Linked DNA regions of Sus scrofa: region 2 is linked to region 1. The links are chromatin contacts, called in public HiChIP or PLAC-seq maps. All regions are on one chromosome and are shown on one strand. The core of a region is the stretch at or near the end of the contact, and the rest is flanking DNA. Distances in the headings are between cores, read along the strand shown.

Region 1 (3,906 bases), core at 645-3,144:
AAATTTGTCTAATCTGCAACAGTGCTGACTAAGCTGAGCTCCTGGGCACCAAATTGCAGTTACGTTCATTAGAACATTATTTTTACACTGGCCTTAAACTGCCTATGACTTACCCTAGTCAAGTGGTTTAGGCAAAGTTCCAGAATAACACGATGGATTTATGAAGGGGAAACACACTAACTACACCACCAGGTGAAAAAGAACCAGAATCCTACTTCACAGCACAAACAGAAACCTTTGTTCACCCAGAGTGGATCGCGGACTTAGCTTAACCAAGTGGAAGGCTTCCCACCTCTCTAATGATAACCCTTGCCATACCCCATCCTGCCACTTATCTTCTTTTCTCCACTGTAAACACAGTAGGGGCTTTGTTTTCCTAGCCTGTAACTCAGAGATTCTCTCCTACTGTCAGAATTTCTGAATTTGCATGCCTAGATTTAGGAAAGGCGTGGCCTCCCTCACCAGTAAGGGTTTAGTGAATGATGCCTCTACTGGTCCAACAGACTCCCAGCTACTTGGCTTCTTTCTACTTTCTTACTACCTTCTCATTAACCACCACAGCACATCAGTGTGCAGCGGATGAACGGCCTGGAGCTTGTGAAGTTACCAAAACAAGGCCTCTCAGCTCTCAGAAAGTGTCAAAGTACCTGCCTTAACTAAAGGCTGGTTTTTGGTTTTGTTTTTCCTTTCTGGCCACCCCTTGGCATATGGAGTTTCCAGGTCAGGGATCAGATCTGGGCTGCAGTTGTGACCTACACCGCAGCAACCAACTAAAGGCTGTTTGGGGATGACTCAGGGCAGCTCTTGCAGGGTCATGGAGTCCACAGGCCCCAGTACTTACTTTTCTCCAGCAACTTTCCTCACTAATTTGGCTTCTGTCCCATTCACTTCCAGCTCCCAACCTCCAGACATCTTGGGGAGAGACTTATGCTTCTGTATCTTCTTCTCTTCCTTAATCTCATCATTAAGAAATTCAACAAAAGCTTTGTCCCCTGCAATAGAAATCACTTAGTTACAGAAAAAAGAACCAATCAATCTAAAAGAGAAAAATGACCCAGGTTCCTGTAGGCAGAGATCTGGACTTGAGCTATTTCTAATACTTGTACTATTAGTGGCTCTAGGAACTTAGACCAACCCATATCCATTAGGACTCAGTTTCCCCATCTGTAAAAATGCCGTTAAGTTATCAGTAAGAAGTTGAGCTCGATTCTGTAAAAGTGATTCTCAACAATAAACTTCTTACCACTTTTCAAAACAAAGCAAAAGAATTCGTAACTACCCTACTTCTCTTGCTAACTACCATCACCGCTACTTCTACCCGCGACCTTTGGCTTTCACAAAAATCCATTTTCGAGAGACTAAGCTTAAGTATCTCTCCCCTCACGGGCAATCTCGCGTGGGTTTACCCCGCCTTTCGCCGATCAGTGGGAGATTGTTCCCGACCTCGGGCGCGGCTCCGGTCTGTCCACTTGAGATCTAAACTTCCCCGTCCCGGGTCCCCCTGCTCCACCCAGAACCCGGTCCGTTAAGCTCCCGGCCCACGTGCTCGAGTCTCACCTTCGGTGTGCAGCCCGCCGCAGCCGCAGCCGCAGGCGCAGGGCCCCCGAGGCCGTAGGAGGCTGGGCGGCTGCACCGACCCGGCACGCACGCTCAGGAGCCCGAAGGGCCGGGCGCACAGCCGGGACGCGGGCTGCAGCAGCCGCGGGAGCGGCTGGGAGGGCGCGGCGACGCAAAGGCCGGCGACGGCGGTGCCCAGGGCGCGGGGCACGCAGCGTAGCAGTTGCAGCATTTTGGCAGCGGAGGACACGTGTGGATGCGAAAGACGACTCACTCCAAGAAGGACGACTCCTTCTCACCGCGCCCCCTAGTGATAGGACCGCCGCCGGAAGTCCCGCCCCTGCCAGGGAAGCGCTTCCGCGCTGCCTCTTTGCAGACCGAAGACACCGTGGGCGGGATGGCGCCCTCTGCTGGCGGCCTCCGGTGCTGGACTCGCGTAACTAAATTTTCTTTCCGGAGTCGGCTGAGTTCAATTGTCCAGCATCAGTTCTCTCCAGTGGCTGCTGACACACCCTCTAAACTTCCATCTACTCTTCTCAAGCACAGCCAGGTTTTCTATGACTTCGTGGAATGCATTCTTGCCACCCACAACTCCCAAAGACCAGCCTCCGAGGCCATCTCCCTTAGGAAGCCTTCCTGGAGCTTCCTCCTCTTCCTTGAGACACAGGGACTCATGCCTGTGTGACTCGGCCCCTGGGTTTCATTCTTTTCTTGGCAGAAACCTGGCAATACTGGTTTACCTGGAAGCCACCCCTCACTCCCACCAGGCCTGGCGCTCCTAAGGGCAAGGTCCCTGATCAATTCCTGTGACTCCCCAGCTCTCTCCAACTTTACACCTTAATGTTCCAACAGGACATTATTTTTCTGGGGGCAAAAACCTCACAGCTTACATTAGATTTAGATTAAGAAAACTAATCTTCCTACCTTACCAGGGCACGTAAAATACACAGGGTCATCAAGAAAGTAAGTCTTCCCAAATCAGTGGTGAAAATAAAACAATATATTCCTTTTTTTTTTCCTAGGGCTGCTCCCGCGGCATATGGAGGTTCCCAGGCCAGGGGTCCAATCGGAGCTGGAGCCTCCAGCCTACGCCAGAACCACAGCAATGCGGGATCCAAGCCACGTCTGCAGCCTACACAACAGCTCACGGCAACGCCGGATCCTTAACCCACTGAGCAAGGCCAGGGATCGAACCCGCAACCTCATGGTTCCTAGTCGGATTCGTTAACCACTGGGCCACGACGGGAACTCCTAAAACAATATATTCTAAACAACATTTTGTGAATAAAGGAAAGGACACCCAAGAAAGAAGCCACACACATCACGTCACACACATCACGTACAAGATTCACTTATGGTATGCTTTTTTTTTTAAGGTTCACTTTTAATGGATTTAATAGCTGTGTGCAAATTTGAGCATTATATGCAAGAGCTGATGTTTCTATAGTTATGTCTGATCAAGAACAGACTCTCAAAATACAGCACAAACCCGAACTAGATTTTTGGGGGCTTTTTTCTATAAGTTGTAATATTCTGATCAAATACAATTCTTGCTTCCCCATAGATGCACTGTTTCCTTATATGTTCAAGGGGTGGTACCTCAGATGCCTGGTCATAGTTCTACTCATTTCTGGAGAGCTGGATTCAATGGATTCAGACATCACAGTACATAATCAGTTGGATCCACAAAGGAAAAACTTGTCCTCATTCTGGCATCTCTTTACAACAGAGAGGCAACATTAAGTTAGGATTTTTACCAAGAACTGGGTGTTGGCGCTTTTTCCCCTTGTAATGAAATCTGTGCTGCCTTGAAGGCTCCAAGCGCCATGATTACTAGACGCAGGAGGACAAACACCTGCTTGCTGTGCATCTACTGACATGACGCTGCTCCAGGGAGCTAGGGATTCACCCAGATGTGGATTTCACAGGTTTGAAAAAAGGTAGAAAGCACACCATTGGAGAGCTTATTGATTGAAAAGCATAGTTCAAGATTAGATGTGCGACATCATTGGGAAACATTGCACTTTCGTAAGAAAGTTTAAAAGGTATTTATATGTCCCCTGCAGCTCCATATACACAAACGTGTATGTCTTTGTAGTAATATGGAGAGTTGGACTGGCTTTTCCAATCTGATTTATTCCCTGAGCAGCTGTGCTAAAAGTCAACATTTTAAAAAGCCCAATATAAACTACGGTAAAAACTCTACCAGAATGCTGCAGTGATAAACATTGTTCTGTACAGAAACGTAGAAGCTCAGAAGCTCATAGGAATTTACTCCTGCTCAAATAAAAAAATACATATATACACATACACATTTCCAGAAACAGTTCAGGTACTTAAGCTGGACAT
Region 2 (3,906 bases), core at 799-3,298, 200 kb before region 1:
TTCTTTTTCTTGCCACTGCAAGCAGCTGCTTGATGTGGGATCTCAGTTCCCAGACCAGAGATTGAACCCGGGCTGTGGTGTGAAAGTGCCGAGTCCTAACCACTAGACCACCAGGGAGCTCCCTATGACTTTGAAAGCCAGACTGAGGGGCATGGGTGACCCTGATGTGAGGGGCAGCACTGGGTGCTTGTGGCAACACTAGTACATGTTTTAGCTGTGCCCAGGGAATGTGGAAGTTCCCAGGCCAGGGATCGAACCCATGCCACAGCAGCAACCCGAACCATGGCAGAAAACACCAGATCCTTAACCCACTGAGCCACCAGGGAACTCCAGTGTCAACCATTTTTATTTCCAGGCAATGACGACATTGTGCAGTCAGTGTCACCAAAGGGGACTTCCCAGAGAACGGTGTGTCCACCAGATCTAAACGTACTTGACTATCTAGAAAACTACATATTTTCAGTGACAATGGATCCCTCTGCTATGTTTTCCTTGTATTTATTTGGCTGTGGGAAGCCAACTGTTTTGGGCAGCGTCTGGAATAGCCTGGAGGGGCAAGGCCAGAGCAAGAGATCCTTGCAACACGCCCTCCAGGGGGGTGGGGATGGATTCTAGAGATGAAAGGAAGGAAAAGCAACCGGCTCAATGGTGATTTAGGGCCCATCCCTGGCTCCCAGGGCAGTCATTTAATAAACCAAATCTGAGGCAAGAAAGGCCTTTGGGGATTGGAAAAAAAAAAAAAAATCCTTCATGGGAGTTCCCGCTATGACTCAGCGGTAACGAATCTGAGTAGTATCCATGAGGATGCGGGTTCGATCCCTGGCCTCGGCTCAGTGGGTTAAGAATCTGGCATTGTGAAGAGCTGAAGTGTAGGTCGCAGACATGGCTCAGATCTTGTGTGGCTGTGGCTGTGGTGTAGGCTGGCAGTTGTAGCTCTGATTTGACCCCTAGCCTGGGAACGTCCATATGCCACAGGTGCAGCCCTAAAAAAAAAAAAAAAATCCTGCATGTGTGCTTCTTTCTCATTTCTCCCTTGTGGATGGGATCAGCTGACCGCAGCTTTCACTGCTGACTGCGGCTGGGCGTTACTGCCTGTCAGAGAGCTACTCACTCAGCCACAGCTCACCCGGCAGGAAGGGGCCCAAGATCCTGCCCCCGACCAGCCTCCGGGGCAGGGAAGGGGCCAGAAGAGCTGAGCCATTCTTCCTTCTAATCTCCCAGGCACCACCTCCCCCAGCCCCAAGCCAGGCACTGATTCCCCTCAAGTCCCAGATCTCCTTGAGTCTGACCTCCATCTCTCCAGCTTTCCTGTAAGCTGTGCGTTTTCACCCCTGCCCTTGGTCTTGCCTAAATGAGCCTGGAGTCAATGCCCAGGCTTCCTGCCCCGTTCCTCACTACCCCTGGTCCCACCTCAGTTTACTCCCGAAATACCACAGCTGCCACTGTGCCCTGATTAATGGAGGACCCCATCAGGTGACAGACATCTAAATATAACTGTGGCTGGCTGCCTGGCTGGCTGACTTCCTGTGTGTGTTCAGGGCAAAAGACCAGGACATGCGCCTTCCCCACGCGTGCAGATCCAGACCCTAGCTGCACAGAGGGCGCTTGGAGCCCAAGTTTGCAATCTGATGACAGGGAGAGAGAGCGCATGAGTGTGTGTAGAAGACAGCATGGTCCAGCGAAAAGAGGAGGGCCAAACCCAAAGCGACAGGCAAGATTAAGAGCCTTGCAGAGTGACTCACATCCCTTAGGGATGGATTCCTGCAAGTTTCGCCCTCCCCAGAAGGAATCTGCAGGGAGCCTTTGCTTGACATCCTAATGAGAAACCTGTGCCTGAACGCCCTGCCCAAACCAAGAGTTTCATTCTTTCTTCCAGTCATCCCTGCAGCCTCTACATGGAAGCCCTGGCTATAGACCCACTTCCTACTTTCAAGGAGTGGAGAGCAAAACACAGAGCCAGAAGTTGCTGACGCTCTGATAGGGGCCCTAAGGAGCTGGTCTTCAGCTCAGACCAGGGAGGTGATGAGTCAGGGAAGGTTTGCTGGAAGAGATCCTGTCTAGACTCAAGTTGAAAGGGTTAGAAGGAATAAATCTAGACAGACCGGCAGGTGAGACCAATGGCCTTGAAGATACTTTCAAGGAACTCGAAGTAGTTTGGCTCCTGGGCACTTGGTGAGATGGGCTAGAGGATGGGGACGAGGTGAGGCAAGGCTGGACACTGTTCTTGAAGGCCTTGTACATCTGGCTGAGAAACGGGGGTTGTATCCAGCTCGCAGCGGGGGGCCACTGACGGTCTTAGGCCTGTTGGAAGATCACTCAGCGGCAGAGGGGGATGGAGGTAAGCAGGGTGGGATGTGGGGAAATCAGCAAGGAGGGGAGGCAGGCATCCCAGGGGGTCAGAGGCCAGGCCTGAGCTGGGCACTTGGCGCGAGAGGAAGAGGAGACAGCCTGAGGGAGTTCCCCGGTGGGAACTTGGCGCCTTCACTACTGCAGCCCAGGTTCAGTGTCGCAGGCGAGGGTGGGGGTGGGGGGGAGTTTGATGCTCCACCATCAGATATTTTTGCACACATAGTTTTTGAGCACCTGCCCTGGGTTCGATGGTGTGCTGGCGGAGTAGGATCCACTGGGAGATTTGCTCTCAGCAAATGATCTCCAGACTTAGGTGATTCTACTATTGACAACAACACGCTTTTGAGCACACGCTACCAGTTATTCCTATTATTACTATGGCTCGTAATTACTCACTTACCATTATTTTCTCAGAACAGACTCAGGGTCAAAGGCAACATGAATGATCATGGGTAGAAGCATGTATTTCAGGAGTTCCCGTCGTGGCGCAGTAGAAACCAAGCCGACTAGGAACCCTGAGGTTGCAGGTTCGATCCCTGGCCTTGCTCAGTGGGTTAAGGATCCGGCGTTGCTGTGGGCTGTGATGTAGATCGCAGATGTGGCTCCGATCCCGCGTTGCTGTGGCTGTGGTGTAGGCTGGCGGCTACAGCTCCGATTCGACCCCTAGCCTGGGAACCTCCATGTGCCACGGGAGCGGCCCTAAAAAGACCAAAAAACAAACAAAAAAAGCATGTAGTTCAAACATTCTTTTTGATCATTTCTCTCTCTTGTTCTCTTGCTGATTTGTCAGATCTAATTAGTGCGTCAATGTCTTCTTATCATAACCTGGCTGTAGAAGGACTTCCACCAGGAGAGGCTCCGGCTTTACTACTTCCTTGTTTGGGGCTTGAAGTGGCTTTAATAATTTTTCTTCAATCTGTGTATCTTTGCAAGGCACGTGTCCAGTCATGGAGGGCTGGTTAAGAGTAAACTGGATAGTAGACTCAGAAAAGATGTTTCTCTGGGCCCTCTTAAACTGGAACACATCGCAACAGGCTAAAAGCAAGGATTGCAGTTGCCACTGTGCCCCCGCCCCCTCACCCCCCAGCAGCTGCAGGTGGGCCTCCCCGATTCTATCAGGACACCTGGTACATCCTGCCCGACTTGTGGGGTCGGAAATCTACACACCAGGAGGCCAGTGCCAGGCTGCGTGGTATGTTGGCCACGTGTGATGTATTTCAAACTTTTTAGGTTTGATTCAAAGATACATTCGGGCAGATCAGCTTGGAGATCCCTGGAGAGGGAAGCCAGGTCCATGGCAACTGCTCTGTCTTATTTCAGAAGCGGAGAAAGCTCTGATGAGCCCACAGGAAGCATCCAGTCCCTCCAGGGATCCTTGATTCTCCTGCCTACAACCCTCCAGTGGCTTCTCACTGCATTGAGAAAATACCCACATCCCTCACTGTGGCCCTCAAGTAAGAGGAACTGTATCATTGGTTGTTCAGACCCAAACACTGGGAGGTCCCTGGCGGCTCAGCAGGTTGGGGACCCAGCATTTGTCACTGCAGTGGCACGGGT

What was found. HiChIP or PLAC-seq counts read pairs in DNA pulled down with a chosen protein or histone mark.
Region 2: an H3K27ac HiChIP or PLAC-seq map of skeletal muscle shows a contact between it and region 1, with 8 times the contacts expected there. The contact joins the enhancer-like site here to the promoter of C1QBP in region 1. A contact is called at or near these places in 3 of 5 promoter capture datasets (fetal liver, fetal skeletal muscle and liver), 14 of 47 Hi-C or Micro-C datasets (adipocytes, alveolar macrophages, embryonic fibroblasts and 9 more) and 2 of 2 datasets of contacts at active chromatin or transcription factors (alveolar macrophages and skeletal muscle).

What each region holds. Positions count from the first base shown.
Region 1 is chr12:51,546,349-51,550,254 of Sscrofa11.1, reverse strand. C1QBP (complement component 1 Q subcomponent-binding protein, mitochondrial) reads right to left here and starts at 1,894. Exons shown (of 6, transcript XM_021067745.1): 1 at 1,558-1,894; 2 at 842-992. The coding sequence starts at 1,789. It overlaps DHX33 (putative ATP-dependent RNA helicase DHX33), which reads right to left. Exons shown (of 13, transcript XM_021067729.1): 13 at 2,921-3,906.
Region 2 is chr12:51,747,428-51,751,333 of Sscrofa11.1, reverse strand. All of the region lies in intron 2 of RABEP1 (rab GTPase-binding effector protein 1), which reads left to right. Among named protein-coding and RNA genes, the nearest start is that of SCIMP, 23 kb to the left of the region's middle. Within about 2 kb of position 2,048, at least 44 of the 83 cell types and tissues checked have an H3K27ac peak or open chromatin away from gene starts, as enhancers often do. A contact at or near this core is called in alveolar macrophages, embryonic fibroblasts, fetal liver and 7 more, where this site is marked.